Regions from separate parts of the Gossypium hirsutum genome. Here regions 2, 3, 4 and 5 are each linked to region 1. A link is a contact called in public Hi-C data. All regions are on one chromosome and are shown on one strand. The core of a region is the stretch at or near the end of the contact, and the rest is flanking DNA. Distances in the headings are between cores, read along the strand shown. Region 1 holds the start of LOC107899530 (protein root UVB sensitive 5). Region 2 holds the start of LOC107899533 (GDSL esterase/lipase CPRD49). Region 3 holds the start of LOC107899536 (tRNA-specific adenosine deaminase TAD2). Region 4 holds the start of LOC107899535 (dnaJ homolog subfamily B member 13). Region 5 has its middle 4.7 kb from the start of LOC121216558.

Region 1 (3,571 bases), core at 794-3,293:
CTGTTTTCTTTTATATAAAAAACATATTCATTGAGGATGAGTTCATATAGAAAGAGAATACCAGGACTAGTATGCCTGGTGCAATACCTTAGCAAGATTGCCAAGAGATGCCAACGGTAGGAAATAGGCAGGATAAACTTGTGTTGTTAGATCAAATATGCTGCAAGATAAATTAAGATATTCAGTGGTATCTACCAATTCTTGTATAATTTAAGAACTCTAAAGTAAATACAAACCTTCCAGCACTGCCAATGAAGTCCGCATACATGCGCCACTGTTTAGGATCATCATCAAAGAGATTTCCAAATCGACCACCTAAAGGGAGAGCAATAATAACTAATAAGTTTCATCACCCAACTTTTTTGAGCTTAAGCTCTTTCAAAAATTGCCAGACCAATGAATAAGCGGCCAACAGCCCCAATGCCATCTTTGGACACCCATCTGCACAATGCAAACAGCTCAATGACATACAAGACCATGTAGATAAAAGGAAAAACAAACTTGATGCTTCCGTTATCTATAAACCATCTACAGGGTCAAGTCCACACACAATTGCAGAAAACCATTGTTCTTTTCCATTCTAGAGTAACAAGCATGGACATAAAGATTTCATGTAGACATAGATATCTTAAAATCATGGAAAGTTACCTAATAGCTGCAGCAGAAGCAGCAGCAGCAGTTCCTGAGAAAGAACCAACCCCAACAGCCTGCAATCCAGGGAAAAATAGTAATGCCACATAAGCTTAATAAAACAGAAGCAATGATGAATAAAAGATTCATCAAGATAAAAACTAATCTAGAAATGATATTGAAGCCTTATCTGCAAATTCACATACTCAAAAACCCACTCTGCTCAGCACCACCCAAAAATACACACTAACTGATACCAAATGAAATCAAATTATAATTATCGACACCAGAGAAAACTACAATCCTAACATCCTTCACCTTTCCATAGAAAGCAATAATTTTACAGTCTTAAAAGCATTTTGTCTTCTTTCAAGCCAAAATGGAGTGAAATATCCTACAAATCACATACCCAAGTAAGGATAGTGGCCGGAGTTAGATTCACATGCCTTAAGAAGACTTGATGTAACTAAAGTGTGACAGATCCATCCAGTAACATTTGTGGGAAACTGTAACAACATGTATTGCAAGTAATCATCCGAGACAGACCCTGCATTGATTGAAAAAAGAAAAAGGACAAGCAACTGTGTTGATACTTGTTAAACAAGAGATATGCTTATCTGGACAATGTTAGAGGTGAATATATAAAGGAAAAAGAACAAAGAACAAACGAAAGGAAATGTTAGCTGTTAGTTTACCAGGGAAACCCGCAGGCAAGATAAATTCTTTGAGGACTTGTGGTAGCCAAGACAAATTTGGGTCAGATAAATTTGATCCTTGGAACTCGTTGCTTGTTGAATCATGTTTCTCAAGAAAAGCTCGAATCTGCAAATCATCATCATCATCATCATCATCATCATCATCATCTAGCATGTATCTGATCATCATAAAACATTGATCAACAGCAACCATTCAGATTCCAACTTTTAATAGTGCCACAGCCATATCCTTTCTACTAAATAAAAGGGAATGAAAAGCTAGGGAATAAACCTTTTAATAGTACCATTTCCATATCTCTCTAATAAAATCACTTGGTCTTGACTTCTATGCAAAAAGAAAAAAGAAATGTTAAATTGAGGAAAGTGAAGGAAAATAAAACAAGGGGTTGATGAAGGAGCAGGTACCTATCATTTTCAGTATGTTGTTGCCCACCTTCTTTTGAAGAATGGAGGGTTCGAAGATTGCCTAATCTCTTTTCGATGGTGTTTCTTGGGGAACGAAAAACCGGTGAAGGGAATGGGAGTTGCAGAGAATAAGAGAGAGTCATTTTAGGATGAAGTGAGGTTTAATAGATATTATTAGTTCATGGACGGTGGGTTTTGTAAGAAAAGTTGAAAAGATTCACTCTTTTCACTGTCGGAGCTGAAGAGGGAAGGCGTCACCCTCTATCTGCTTTCCTCCTTCCTTAGCCAACCAAATCCCGGAATTTAATTTTAATAGCGTTGCAAACCCGATTTGAGAATTCTGGGGCAATTCGACTTCTCAAACCCAGCCCATTGCCCAATACTCAAAACGGGACATTTGAAGATTTTTAGAATGAGACCGTAACGTTATCGCATTGTAACATTTTAATCGTTGAGTTATTGACGGTGTAATGATAAATTGACATGGCACGTTAATTTATGTTAACTTATACAATCGGTTCCCATATTTTTTTTGTTTTGAACAATTTAATTTTCTTTTATGTTTTTTTAACTTTTTTTCTTTTTTTTCTCCATTATCTTCTGTTCTCTATCTGTTTTTCTTCCTTCTTCATTTTTTGACATAGTTTTTTATGTTTTCCAATTATTAAGACTAATCTCTATACTTTTATTTTTTTGAACAATTTAATTTTTTCGAGTTATGGGAGTTTGTGGACTAGCTTTAACAAATAAATAACATAGAAAAGCTACATTAAAAGAAATGAAGAAGGGAAAAGAAAAGCAGAGGGAGAAGCAAAATAGAATGAAAAAATAAAATAAAAAATAAAAGTTAAAAGAACATAAAAAAGAAAAAAATTAAATTGCTCAAAATGAAAATAATAGGGACCAATTGTAGAATTTAACCTAAAATTTTCATTTGAAATGATGATTTAATGTACTACGTCAGCTTACTGTTACACCATTAATGACAATCAACAACTCAGTAATTAAAATATTATAACATGATAACGTAATTGACAAAAACGTAACATTTCAAACATAAGTGAGTAAAATGTAACCTGAGGCAAACAAACGTGACTATTTTAATAATTTACCCTTTATTCAATAATATTAACATAATTATTATTAAAACATACAACATTATTTTAACTAAAATGTTTTAAAAACTAATTTTTTTTATAAACAAGCTTTTAAAAAAAACATTCTAAAATATTATGTAATGCTAACAAAAGATTGAAAATCCTACAATTTAGCAAATTTATTTTTTTAATCAAATATTTTGATTGCACACGTTAATTACGTAACATAATTTTTTACGCATTATTACTATAAATTAATTTATTTGATTAATCAAAAAAATATTTAATATCTTTGTGTAAATTTAAAATGAAGTGAAGAAGGGTTAAACGAAAATGATTGTTTGGTATGTATTAATTAAAATTATATATTTTGTTATTTTTAGGAAAATAAATATTTGTAATTAATTAATACTATAGGTGTGTATATATATATTTAATTATTTTAAAATACATAATTTCTCCAAAAACAATAAAATATATTAAGTAATAGAGTTGCAACCATTAATTTAATTTGTATATAAAAATGAATGTAATTGTTTTTAATGATTCCAACCTCTCATGAGTCTATACACAATTCCTTAATTATTGCATGTATCGGAGATGGTTTTTCTATGCATTCTTCTTGTTTAATAAATTAAAATTTTATGTATCTTTTAATTAACATTATAATATCACTAAATTAATATGTTTTAGTTTTTAAAGATATTATTCATCAAACATTAC
Region 2 (3,534 bases), core at 604-3,103, 140 kb after region 1:
ACTCCCAAGCCCTTAGTAAATTTCACATTAAGTCCTACCAATTTTCCCTAATCAAATTTCACTAATTTAATCACTTTGTAATTTAATCTTTATACTATTTTCACTAATTATTCAAATAAACCATCTAATATTTCTAATTGCTAATTTCCTAGTCAACTCATAAATATCATCGGTTTAATAATCGGACTGTTTCAATTTAAGGAAACTCGGGCTTGAAATCGATTTTTCCGACACCAATGAAAATCAAGTTGTTACAAATTATTGAATGACCTCCTCTAAAACCGAGTAAAAAAATAAATTCCTTTCTACAAAAATAATAAAAGCCCCTTACTTTAAATAATAGTGGAGAATTCAATTCAATCAAATAATAAATTATGTTTTTCAAAAATATTTTAAGAGATCATAACTTGTTGAGGGTGAGTCGGCTCGTTCGAGAGAGTTTTTCGAAATTTCGTTCGTCGGGGTTTTGTTCCCATCCTTCGCGAAAAGCCATATTCGTTCATGAAAGGGGTGCCTCAGTTGGTGGTACCTACAAAACTCGGAAGAGATGTTAGTATTGTGCATAGGAATAATTATGAAATTAGTTCAACAAGTTTTCTTTTTCCCTCATTTTTTTTCGTTCTCACTTTTTTTTCCTAACAAATAAATTTAGGCTCCGTTTGTTTCATTGAAAATGGCTTCCGGAATATGATTTCTAGAAAATGACTTACTATTCTGGAAAAGTTAATATTTTCTGGTGTTTGGATGAATTTATATAAAATATTTTTTTTGTTTGGCAGGTTCTTTAAAAACATTTCATAAAAGTCGTTTTCAATTAAACAAACATACATTTGAGATTTTTTTTATTTTTTCATTGTTTAATTGAGTTTCTTTTATATCTGTAATTTTATATTTTACATTGTTTTTACATATATTAAAAATATTTTGTTAAATTTAGGTTCATTGCAACAATTATTTTTTAGTTACATGACTACCAACTGAGTATTTTTTTATTTATTTAAAAATGTGACTTTAACAAAATTGACAAAAAAAAAATCAATAATGTCAGCAGTTGGACTTAATTTTCAAATCTGAAAAGTAGAGTGACTAAATTCTTGAAAATAAAAGTACAGAAACTAAATTACAAATTTGTGAAGAGTATATAGACTTATGACATATTTTAACATTTATATTACAAAACATTTATTATTAATATATTTATAATTGTAATAAATATTTAGTATTAAAATATTAATATTGATATTTTCAATAATATGTGAACAATATTATTTAAAATTATTATTTTTAAAATTTACTATTAAAATAAAATTTAAATATTAAATAATTTATTAAAAATAATAAATTATATTAATTATATTAATAATTTATTATATGACTAAATATAAATAATTAAATACGCATGTTTAATAATATTAAAAAAAATATTTAAACATAAAATATAAAAGCTTTTTTTTATAATGCATTTTTATATTTATATATATTTATAAAAGATAGAGATTTTATATAGTAAGTGAGGTAGAAAGACTACCACAACCATTTCATAATTATTGTTCAAAAAAATCCACTTTAATTTGTATCGGTAAATAAATTTGAAATTACTTGAGTTTTATTATCCTACGTATATCCTTATTTAAAGTAATTTATAAAATAAATAAAAAAGAATACCGAAATAAAAGGTTTATCTTAAAAACAGAGAATTTAGGCCAATGAAACTGACCCCTCCTTTCACTTTTCATCGTAAATGGTTAAAGGAACTGACGGCAGCCTATCAACCATTCCAAAATATAATATTTAATAACTAAATTTAACACTTTTTCGATATTTAATTATTTTGGTCCAATTTAATACTCGACACATTTTTTAAATTTATAGGTTCAATTTGATATTTGAATTTAACTAAATTAAAAAAAATAAATTTTTTTTATAAAAATATGATATCAAATATTATATTAACCCAAAAACCCCCTCCATTGAAGTGAAAATATACAAAGTAATAGAAAAACATTATCACGTAGATGTCACTACTTTTGTCTGAAACAACACACACCAAGAGCGAGAGAAAGCCTTCAAAACAAAAGAAAAATTAGAACATCAAACATGATTGGTCCAGGCAGACCTCTCTTCGTCCTCTTTGGATCTTCCATCGTTCAGTTGAGTTACAGCCACGAAGGTTGGGGTGCAATTCTTGCACATGCATATGCTCGCAAGGTATTTCCTTTCATCTTATTCTTCTTTGCATTTATTGTTTTCTGGGTTAATATTAGCACAAATGGGTTGATACCCAGATTTCATATCAGCTTTAAAAAGCTATAGATTTTGGGTTTCTCCTTTGATGAACAGAGAAGAGATTCACACATTTTTCTCTTAGTAGTGGGATTCAGGTTGCTTTTTCTCAAATCCTTCGAGGAAGAAGATTATTCATATGGATTCCAATTAGCATCTCTCTTTTTTTCTTTTCTGATTGCTTTTTCCTGTGAGTCTGATTTCAATGGATTGGTGTGGCAGCCTTTTGTTGGGGGTCCACTTTACCTTTTGGAAAGACAAGGAAAAACTACCGGATGGTCATTTTACTTTCATTGTCTACTTTTAAGCATCCTCCTCATTCTAACCTCATTACGCTTTTCTTACTTGAAAAAGAAGGGGTAACTATCCCAGTCATAAAACTAGGTGATTCCGTTTGGTCACTTGATTTTTAAATCGTTTTTACTTTGGTCACAGAAAAATCAGTTTTTAACTATTGATGATAGAAACGCATACAGAACAGGATTGCAAGTTTATCTAAGTTCTAGACAAATGTGGAAAATTGGAATTTAACCTATTTAGATCTAAGTAAAATAAAAGGGCAACAAATAAAAACTTAATGATTAAGTAAGAAAGAACAAGTAAGCCGAATTGAAAAATTAGTCGGTTTGTTCTTGATGAATTTAGATCAAGTCAAGACTCTCAATTAAGAGAAAACAATAGGTTAGAACAAAATTGAAAGAATAATGATTAAAGTCAAATGAAATCAAAAGAACAACAAAGATCCAATCATTTAAATATGTTTTGGGTCATTCTTGATTGAGAAGAAATTGTCAAATTGAGACATAGGGTGAGTTTGGATGGGCGGTGCGCTTACCTGCGGTTAGTATAAAAACAGCGATGGCGGTGAGATTAGATACTGTAGTGATACTGTAGCGTGAGACAAAAAGTAAACGCACCGCACCGCACCACACCCAATCGCCCATCCAAACCCACCCATAAACAAAAGAAGCAAAACAAATTAGCTACTGAATGAAAAAGAAACCTAAAAGTAAAGAAAGAGAGGGGTGGCTAAAAGAGTGTCAAAGAAGGATTAAATTAGGATTTCTTGAGTTAAAAGAAATTGTTGTCGAACTCCAAGGAAGCCCCCAAGCATATCTAAAACCAATTTATTAGAATGAAGAATTAAGTAAATAAAATTTGTTTTAGTAACAAAAGAATTCAAAACAACAATAAAAGAAAAAAAAACTCCTATTTTGATAAACTAAGATGAGAGAAAAGAAAACTTAATTC
Region 3 (3,323 bases), core at 376-2,875, 240 kb after region 1:
TAGCTGCAACTTCTCAACTACATCTCATCTTCATCAGTTGGATCACGGCTGCTTCTGCTCCATCTACTCGTCTGGTGCGTGTCCGTGTCAGACGCCGGTACGACAGCGGAATAGCCTTGTCGGTGCTTCATACTTCATTGTGAGTTTTCTAAAATCCTATCTGAGTTATTTTGCTTTAACCAATCTTGTTTCTAATGTTAATTCAATATATATGATAGGACATTGCTGTTGTAGCTTCTAGCAAACTATCAGGAAGAATGTTTTTTTTTTTTTTCATTTTAGCCATAATAGATATTCATTGCAACTTTGGTATCGAGATGATGATGAATGGTTGACTTGCACAGACTCACTGCAAGAGGAATGTCATTAGTGAAAATTAACTGAATTTGATCACCTTTGAGGGACTATGTTTGTGAGAACCATTTATTTGATCTCAAATAAAAATTAAATTAAGTAAGAATCTGAAAGAACTCAAAAAAAAAAATCAATTTATTGATTAAGAAAAAACAATAAAATTTTTATCTCTGTTTATAATTTATATATTTTTAAAAATTATAATTTTTTTATTTATTCCATTTCTTGAGGCCATTTCTTTCGGATCCTTCTTTAGATTTCTTCTCCAAAACCATTACATTTGAGATACGTTTTCTTTCGTTATTTCATTCATTTGAACTCAGTTTTGTGTTCTATGTGTTGTATTTGTTTATGGTTTTACTTCTCTTATTTTTAGGGTTTTGAATATTGGTATTCGGATTGTAGGATTTGGGCAATCGTTTTAATTTTATTTTTCATTTTTTGTTCTTCTTTCAGTAGCTACCAATCATTTCGTCTAAAATCTGGTCTTATTTTTCCTCTTTGTCATTTTTAGCTTTTGCTTCATTTTCTTTGTTCTCTCTTATTGTCTTAGATGGAAAGTGATAATCTTGCACACGTAATCCCAATCATTCTTTTTCTTCCTTTTCCTAGTCCAATTTCTGTATTGTTGTTGCTGTAATTCAGCCCCCCCTTTCTTTTTATAGGCAAAACTTGCTTCGGAAAGCCACATTATAAGTCATATTTAAATGTGTTAGTGGTAGGTAGATAAGCAGTTCGATGTTTTGATAGGATAGGTAGATTGAACATTCTTAAACAACGAGTACCACAATGATAAATTTGTTAATCTTCAGGAGCTACTCATAAAAAATTTAAACATTCTTAAAGAACAAGTATCACATTGATACTAAACATGGTTGTGCTTTGAGATGATTTAGTGGTTGTAGTTCTCATTCCCATGCACCCCCCCTCATTTTAGCATATTGCATGGCCATATAAATGTGTGAATATAATATATATATATACCAAAGCGCACATATTCAAATACATGATATATCAAAGCATATACTCAACATGAATTTGAATTTCAATTCATCGACACCATGTGCTAATAATTCTAACTGAGATCGTAGATGCAAAAGGAAAACAAAAACAACAATTCAAAATAAAGGAAAAGAAAAAAAAATTGTACCCGGTGACCCAAGGGTTGAATAGAAACAATTCAAAGGTACAGGGACCTAGGGTGCAATATTCTCCTTTTCCCTTTACACTTGGCCATTCTAACAATTTCAACTTGCCCAAATTTGTTAAAACTGTTGCTCCACTTCTTCTTCTTCTCTTTGTCTTTCACCTTAGTCCTTTCTGCATTCTCTCCTAAAACCCGTTCCTCCCTTCTGTTGCCCTTTCTTTCTTTTTTCTTTTATTTCTATTCTTTTTTCCTTTTTTAATCTCTGTCCATTGGTCGTCAGTCGGTGTAAGGTCTCCCTCTCTCGTTTTCGCGCTACCGCTGATCAGTTCGCCTTTCTCGGTTCTCAGGTAATTTTTTGGGTTTTTTTTCTAATTATATTTGCTGCGATTTGGGGTTATTGATATTTGACTGAAATCGTTTCTTTAAGATGGACCTCTTCGTCATTTTACTAAAACTGTTTTAATTATGTAGCATTTTGCATCCATTGGCCTTCAATTATGCTGATTTTATCGGCAATTTTGTGGGTTACAAATAGACTCAACCCTCCAATCATATGTCCTTTGAATCGAGTTTAAAGCTGTTGTTATCAGTTAATGTGTAAGAACTTACTGTGCATTTTAAGCATGTGTATCGAGAAGCCAATCAATTTGCAGATTTTATGGCGAAGTCATGAACCAGCAGGTCATATGCTGTTAAGGTTTTTGAAGACCTATTCCCTGAAGTTCAAAAATTATGCTTGAGTGATATGAGAGGTACCAATTATGTAAGGTCTGGTAGAACTTACGGCCCCGTTGCCTTCTTTTAATTATAAAAAAAATAAAAATCTAAAATTGAAGCTGTAAACTGAATTTGTCAATTGCTATCGTCATTTTATCATGTTTGGAAAAAAAATTGAAGCAAACTAAACTCGGTTTGGTCAGTAACGGATCAAAACTAATTTGGGTTGGTTTTCTCGGTTCTCCAACTAAGTCGGTTCGGTTTCAGTTCCTTAAAAAGGGGAAGTCGGTTAAGTCAGTTTTTGATTTTTCTGCACTGACCCGACTGATTGCTCACCCGTAGGTTTTACTTTTCTTGTTTTTAGGTAGTTGAATATTGGTATTTGAATTGCAGGATTTGGGCAGTTGTTTTTTTTCATTTTTTGTTTTTCTTTCAGTAGCTACCAGTCATTTCGTCTAAAATCTGGTCTTATTTTTCCTCTTTGTCATTTTTAGCTTTTGCTTCACTTTCTTTGTTCTTTCTTATTGTCTTAGATGGAAAGTGATAATCTAGCATACATGGAACTTGCAATTCACCAGGTAATCCCAATCATTCTTTTTCTTCCTTTTCGTAATCCAATTTTTATACTGTTGCTACTGTAATTCAGCTCCTCCCCCCCCCCTCCCACCTTTCTTTTTCCAGGCAAAACTTGCTTCGGAAAGCCTTGAAGTGCCTGTTGGGTAAGTATTAATCTCATAAATTTCGTTTCTGCCTTAACCAACCTTCTCCCTTTATTGGATGAAAATATGAATTTAGCTTCTCTTTTGTTACTAATGTAGATTGGCATTGCTTTGCATGACCTGGGAAAAAAACTGAAAATATTATATGAAATACAACACGACACAAATACATAAAGATACCAAAATCTATATAACAGAAATTATTAACTTATTAGAAAGTATTATCCACGTTTGAGATTTATGTAGACCAAAGTTAAGAATATATATTTTTTCTTTTTTATAGCCCAAGTTTATGCTATATAGCATAACCTTGGTTATAACCTATATAATTAACATTATTAGGATTTAGGAACACTTGAAAAAGTTTTGAGTTGAGGAATTGTACT
Region 4 (3,230 bases), core at 379-2,878, 220 kb after region 1:
AAAAATAACAAAACAATTCTTTTAGCCATTTCCGTTACAAATATAAAAGAAAAGTGACATGACATTTAATGGAGTCTTTGTTGTTATTAACCGGCCAGTTGGACAGTTAGCACCAATTTAAACAGCCTCTTTTAGCACCAGTTTAAGGTTTAAGTAGTAGAAAAAGAAGAGGAGGAGAAGAAATGGAGATGTTGACCCCGTGACCCGATTCAAATCCCTTTCCAAGGATTGGGTTTACCTCACCTTGACCCCAACTTTCGTTGCCGACCATCTCCGCAGCTCTTCTTCTAATCCATTTCTCATCCTCCTTTGCTACAATACCTAGTCCAATTTCGACTTTGGGATCTTGCTAATCACTGACCTACTCTAGAATCCCTTGTCAACATTTGGCTGTCCTTTTGGAGGAACTGCTTCCTTTGTTCCCCAAAATCATGGGTTCAATCGATTGTTTAGTTTGTCTGGATGTTCCCTTGTTTTGCTTTTGATTTTGTTTTATGCAACTTTATAATGTTGGCAATGGAGTTTCTCCTATTTTGTTTTTCTCTTTTTGATTTTGTTTTGATTATGATTTTGCCTGGATGTTCCCTTTTTGTATATATCATATCATATCCCAGACTTGATAATGTTTCTTTAGAGGACTTTCCCCTTACTAGTTTGGTTGTGGGTACTAATAGTTTGACTCCAAATTGTCTTCAATCCTATTTTGATATGATTTTTTTCAGAGTTAATGACTTTGGGCAGTAGAAAAAGGTAGTTGGATCCCAACCGTGGTGGCTCCTTTATTGGGGGGTTGAAAAAGAAAAAAAAGGATAGGGTGGCGGTGGTTTGGAGGTCAACGATGGTGATGCCAAAGATGGTTGTGGCGGAGGCGTCGACCGCAAGATTCTTGGGATGGAAAAGAAGAAGTATAAATATATTGAGCCATTTACGCAAAAAAATAAAAAAATATTAGGTCATTCATTAAAAAAAGGGAAAAGGAAGGACAAAAAAAAAAGTCACTCAACTTTGCCTTGTCCAACGTGGCAAGTTAACTGGCCACGTCACCTGTCCCGTTAGGTCTGTAATGGAAAATGTTAATGGGTGACTGATTTGTCACTTTTCGATAACGTTAGTGACTGTTTTGTAATTTTTCGAAAGTTGAGTGACTGTTTTGCCAACTGCATCAAAGTTGAGTGACTATTGGTGTAATTTACCCTTTAGTCTTTCAATAAAAAATTGTCATTTTTCACTCATTCGTAATTTAAAAAAAATTCAAATTAATCTTATGATTTTAACTTCTTTATTTAAAAAAAACACACACATTAGTCAATTTATATAGCTCTGAAACCATATTAGTAATTTAAGTCAGAACATAATATTAAAATTAATAGAAAATAAAATTAAAGTATAAAAATTCAGTCTTCAAATTAAAAACCCAAAACTCATAATTTGATGATTTTATTTTAATATCAATTTGATGAAAATCTTACTATTATATATAAATATAATATGCTGACAAATACATGTTTAATAACCAACAGAAGGCCTCGTTGGATATTTATGTGATGAATTGCAAATGCGGGGGGCATTTTTGGCTATTAAGGAGAAAATTGATTATTAGGCCAGAAAAGATGGTAAGCCTGCGAGGATTTAGATGATGGGCCGTTGCCTATTAAAATTAGTCTCATATAATTCGTATGCAAACAACTCAAGTTGAAGCTCAAAGAGTACAGAGGAAAATTAGCCAACGGCAGCAGTAGTGAAGAATGGGTGTTGATTATTACAGGATTCTTCAGGTCGACCGGAATGCTAATGATGAAGATTTGAAGAAAGCGTATCGTAAGCTGGCCATGAAGTGGCATCCCGACAAGAATCCTAAATCCAAGAAAGAAGCCGAAGCCAAATTTAAGCAAATCTCCGAAGCTTACGATGTAATTAAATTTTTTTGCTTCCTTTTTCTGATCATCATTTTTAGTAATGGAAAGTTTTCAATCAATTATAGGTTTTGAGCGATCCCCAAAAGCGTGCGGTTTACGATCAGTACGGCGAAGAAGGGTTAAAAGGCCAGATGCCGCCTCCGGGTGCGGGAGGGTTTCCGGGAGGGGCGGACGGGGGTTCTGGCCCGACGATGTTCCGGTTCAATCCTCGGAGCCCCGAAGATATTTTCTCGGAGTTTTTTGGGTGTTCGAGTCCATTTGGAGGGATGGGTGATATGGGCGGGTCACGTGCTGGGATGTCGGGGTTCCCCAGGGGCATGTTTAGGGAAGACATATTCGGGTCGTTTAGGGGTGGAGCTGGGGAGGGTTCTACAACTATGCTCCGTAAAGGACCCGCTATTGAACAACCATTACCCTGCAGCTTGGAGGATCTATATAAAGGGACTACCAAGAAAATGAAGATTTCTAGGGATGTTATTGATGCTAGCGGGTAATCTTTTATTTTTAGTTAATATACTTAATTTTTTTTGGGGGGGGGGGTGGTGGTGGTATATTTAATTGGTAATGCTTAGTTATTCACTTTTTCATACTTTGATTTCTCTTTTTGAATAGGGAGCTTTCGCCTTTCAGCTTGACTCATATGTGGATCTAAATTCAATTCTTATTAGGTTTTGAGCATGACTTGTAAGTAATGTAGAACATCAATAATTGTATCTTGTGAAAGGTTTGTAGGCATTAGAGAATGAATAATTAACGTTGGTCACATGAGCTTAATTAGCAAGGGATGTTATTGTTTAAAGATGTTGCCAAGTTTGACTTTTTGCTTAAAATAGTGTTGCTTCTTATTAGGATGATAGGAATCTTATCATTTAAAATGATTGATTGTTTTCTGTGTAATGACAAAGCTGCATGACGATGATGCTTAGTGCTGGCTTGTTATGGTTTTGATTATTTGAGATCTGATGATGATCATCATAACTTCTCATAGCTATTGGATTGCGCCCTTTCTCGTTTAAGATCTTAATGCTCGGTACAAGTTTAAGTTAGTCAGCATTTGACACAAGAAAGCTTTATTAAGAATGTTTTCTATGGGGAAATGGGGATAACAATGCACCAACTTTAGCAAAATGATTTTGTTTTTCATTCCTTTTCCTCTTTTTGTTTTCTGTTTCAATCTTCTAAGCTACTTGAAACTTAAGTGCTCCTGGTCAGTTATTCAATTTAAATGTGAATTCAATGGTATTATATTATGATTATTTCATGCTATTTTACTGTTCCCTTCTCAACAAGCTTCGTTTTTACACTTCCTTTAAT
Region 5 (3,297 bases), core at 535-3,034, 160 kb before region 1:
AATTGGATGCTTAAATATGTTTTAAAACTTAAATATGTTGTAACACATAAATATGGGGTGGTTTGGTATTGCAGAGAGACGCTATTGTACTCTTAGAAGGGTCGAGGGACGCTTGTGTTGAATCAAGGGATGATGATAAAATCATGAAGCATCCCTTGGGGCTTGCTTTGAAGAGGCTGTCTACGGCTCTTACCCCAAATGATTGTTTTGATATATAAAGCTTTAAGGGCTATTTGTGTTGCATTCAATCATCAATGAAGGGTTGTGGCACATTTTTCATTCACCATCAGAGTGGCCGATGAAAATTCCATGATTTTTACAAGTTACTCGCATTATGTTGACATAATGGTGCTTTTCACATCCAAAATTTCATGATTTTTACGGCATACTGAAAATTACATGAATATTCAAACTTGAAGAAGCTAAAAGCTTTTTAATATCAAATGTTGACAATCTTTGCATGTCAGAACCATCCCAAATGCAAATCTACAACGTCCAAAGATTTGTCATAATCACCTCAACCATTTTTTTTTACATCAACTATTCTTCTAGTATACATTTTGGTCAAAAATATTTAATGGTGTTCCATTGAATTTGACCAGCCAAAAAATATTAAAAATATAAAAGTTATTAAAAATATTAAGATTAAATAATTATAAAATCATAAACATTATTAAACACTAAATTTTAAATAACATGAGCAAATATATGGTAAAAGTATCATGGAGGCCTCTATATGAAAAGTTGAATTGAATTTTATCCCCTCTATTAAAAAAATATGCAAATTAGTCCATGTATGTTAAATCAAATACCAAACTGGTCTTTCTATTAAAAATTCTATCTATTTCTACTATTAAAAACTAGTCCATGTACATCAACATGAGGTACATGTGGCATGTCACATGTCTGTTTGGTTATTCCATTAGCCATGTTAGTTTTTAATAATACAAATGAATGAAATTTTTAACAAAAATGATTAATTTGCTCTTTGTTTTAAGAAACAAGAATTAATTTATCTATTTTTTAATAAAAAGATAAAATGTAATCTAACTTTTAGTACAAAACTTCCATATTATTTTTATCGTGAAAAACATTAAATTTAAGAACCTACTTGGAGCCCAGAAACCATCCATTGCAGAAAACAGATTGACATCACATATTCGTATATTTTTAGTGATCTCTAATTTAAGGGTGAAATCGTAATTAAAATAAAAATAATACAACAAAAGAACTAATTTCATATTCGTATCATGTTCTACAACACCTTTAGAGTTAAAAATTAAATTTTAATTTTTAATAGTTTATATCTTTATAATTTTTAAAGAATTAAACTAAAATTTTATTATTTTTAAGGGGGTTAAAGTGTAATTTTATATTTACTAATTTACAATTTTAAAATTTTTAAAGAGCTTAAATAGATAATTTTTCATTTTAAGAGATTCGGGCCCTGCCAGACCCATAAATACGCCATTGATCTTCTTTACGCATCAAATGAATTCTAAACACAAAAATGGAAAAAGAAATCCAGATTCCCGGTCTTCAAGCTCAAATTCCTGAAAATTGAAATTATTTATGAAATTACAATCAGTAACTAAGAAAAGGAAAATCCCATTCCGATTGAAGAGAGGTGCTCTCAGTAATCCAAATTGATAAAATAAAAGGATGTTGAAGTGGTTCATGTGAAATAACTGCCATGATTAAGAGATTGATTCAACCTTATCCATCCACCTTGTGCTCATTCTCTCATAAATCTCTCCATCCATCAAACTTTTATTCCACCACATGAAATATATGCCCACTATCTAATTCTTACCTTTTTGGGCATACGAATCTATTTCATATTCGGCCCAAAACCTACCAACCTATCACTCAATCCCCTTGCATCATTGTATTTGAGAAGTGATTTATTAGAGGGACATGATGAAATTAGTTTTCTTTATTAAATGAGTTAATTTAATTATTATACAATTAAAAAGAATTAAATAAGGGTAAATTAGAATAATGTTAACATTTGTTGTTTAAAAATAATAATATTTAGTTTAACAAAATTAATACTTTTAAAGCTTTTATGATTCTATAAATGAAATCTTTTGTATAAAATTGAACTGTACTTGAAAAAAAATAATTCAAGATAATTTGGACTTTTTTTTTTAACATAATAGAGACTAAATTGATCCATTTAATAATAGAGGAACTAATTTAATACAATCCCTATAATATAGGCACCTCCAAAATACTTTAACCTTTCCTAGCCCGATTATTCAATGCTCATTAATTTTGATCTTTCCCCATGCCCATGTTGACAATATCAAGAATAACATTCTAACATCTATTGTCTACTTCATCATCCTCAGGATTAGTTTAGCAACGCTTTTGAAAAATGTTGTGAAAAAGTACTTTTTAAAAGTTTGTTTTAATATTTGAGTATTTAGCATTATTGTCAAAAAGTGCTTCTGAGAAATAAAATATCTATTTTAGACATGTTATTATCAAGTAACAAATATGCATTTAAATTAGTTAATATTATTATATTTTAGTAAGAATATAAAAAATTTATTATAACTTGTTAATATTTTAATATATGAAATATAAATTTTAAATATTTTTAAGCAATAAATATTAATTATTTATCAAATTTAATTAGAATATATAAACTATATTTTAAATATTTAAATATAACCATTAAATATTTATAATTAGTATTTTAAAAAATATTTTTTTTGTTTTTAATTAATGATTTTAAAACATTTGTAATTAAGCATCAAGAAAAAAAAAGGAAAGTACTATGTTATTAGAGGGGTGAAAAAATAATTAAATACCAAAAGTGTTTTTAGGAGAGGAAAAGCTAAAAATTTTAGCTTCTTCTTTTTAGAAGTGCTTTTCAGAAGCATTTTTGAAAAACTAAAAATTTCAGCCAAAAGCAGTTTGTTTAGCACAACTTTTCTTTCAAAAATATTTTTAGAGCCAGAAGTACTTTTTTAAAGTACTACTAAATAGGCCTTTAGTTGGAAACTCTAAAACCCACATAAGCTTAAGGTTTTTGAAAAAAGTAATATAGAAAAATAATTATTTATTAAAATAACGCACCAAAATTATTATTGATCAAACTAATTTGATGTCGGTCAACTAATCACCAAATCGCCAACCAAAATGACGATTTCGTGTGAATTTGAGACACTCTATGGGAGACAACCCAGTTGGTGTTAGCTTATCGAGGCCTTAGGAAGACTAAATCTGTGATTGAAATGGCGATTTGATGACGACCAAGGGAAATTAAGAAATGAAATGACGATTTGA

Evidence for each region. A called contact is a pair of places that touch in the nucleus more often than the background predicts.
Region 2: a Hi-C map of leaf shows a contact between it and region 1, with 2.5 times the contacts expected there. The contact joins the promoter of LOC107899533 here to the promoter of LOC107899530 in region 1. A contact is called at or near these places in 6 of 34 Hi-C or Micro-C datasets (anther, callus and leaf).
Region 3: a Hi-C map of leaf shows a contact between it and region 1, with 2.5 times the contacts expected there. The contact joins the promoter of LOC107899536 here to the promoter of LOC107899530 in region 1. A contact is called at or near these places in 3 of 34 Hi-C or Micro-C datasets (all in leaf).
Region 4: a Hi-C map of leaf shows a contact between it and region 1, with 3 times the contacts expected there. The contact joins the promoter of LOC107899535 here to the promoter of LOC107899530 in region 1. A contact is called at or near these places in 13 of 34 Hi-C or Micro-C datasets (callus, hypocotyl, leaf and 2 more).
Region 5: a contact with region 1 is called in a Hi-C map of leaf, with 4 times the contacts expected there. The contact joins the enhancer-like site here to the promoter of LOC107899530 in region 1. A contact is called at or near these places in 2 of 34 Hi-C or Micro-C datasets (both in leaf).

Annotation. Positions count from the first base shown.
Region 1 is chrD04:48,033,060-48,036,630 of Gossypium_hirsutum_v2.1, forward strand. LOC107899530 (protein root UVB sensitive 5) reads right to left here and starts at 2,044. Exons shown (of 14, transcript XM_041090736.1): 1 at 1,752-2,044; 2 at 1,618-1,671; 3 at 1,326-1,504; 4 at 1,077-1,177; 5 at 649-707; 6 at 395-441; 7 at 237-315; 8 at 88-160. The coding sequence starts at 1,894.
Region 2 is chrD04:48,175,850-48,179,383 of Gossypium_hirsutum_v2.1, forward strand. It overlaps LOC107899533 (GDSL esterase/lipase CPRD49), which reads left to right and starts at 1,854. Exons shown (of 5, transcript XM_016825277.2): 1 at 1,854-2,208. The coding sequence starts at 2,098.
Region 3 is chrD04:48,274,094-48,277,416 of Gossypium_hirsutum_v2.1, forward strand. LOC107899536 (tRNA-specific adenosine deaminase TAD2) reads left to right here and starts at 1,626. Exons shown (of 10, transcript XM_041090745.1): 1 at 1,626-1,848; 2 at 2,155-2,253; 3 at 2,752-2,796; 4 at 2,900-2,937. The coding sequence starts at 2,752.
Region 4 is chrD04:48,256,305-48,259,534 of Gossypium_hirsutum_v2.1, forward strand. It overlaps LOC107899535 (dnaJ homolog subfamily B member 13), which reads left to right and starts at 1,629. Exons shown (of 3, transcript XM_041090743.1): 1 at 1,629-1,910; 2 at 1,982-2,406. The coding sequence starts at 1,746.
Region 5 is chrD04:47,875,752-47,879,048 of Gossypium_hirsutum_v2.1, forward strand. No RefSeq gene overlaps it. Among protein-coding and RNA genes, the nearest start is that of LOC121216558, 4.7 kb to the right of the region's middle. Within about 2 kb of position 1,785, at least 2 of the 9 cell types and tissues checked have an H3K27ac peak or open chromatin away from gene starts, as enhancers often do. A contact at or near this core is called in leaf, where this site is marked.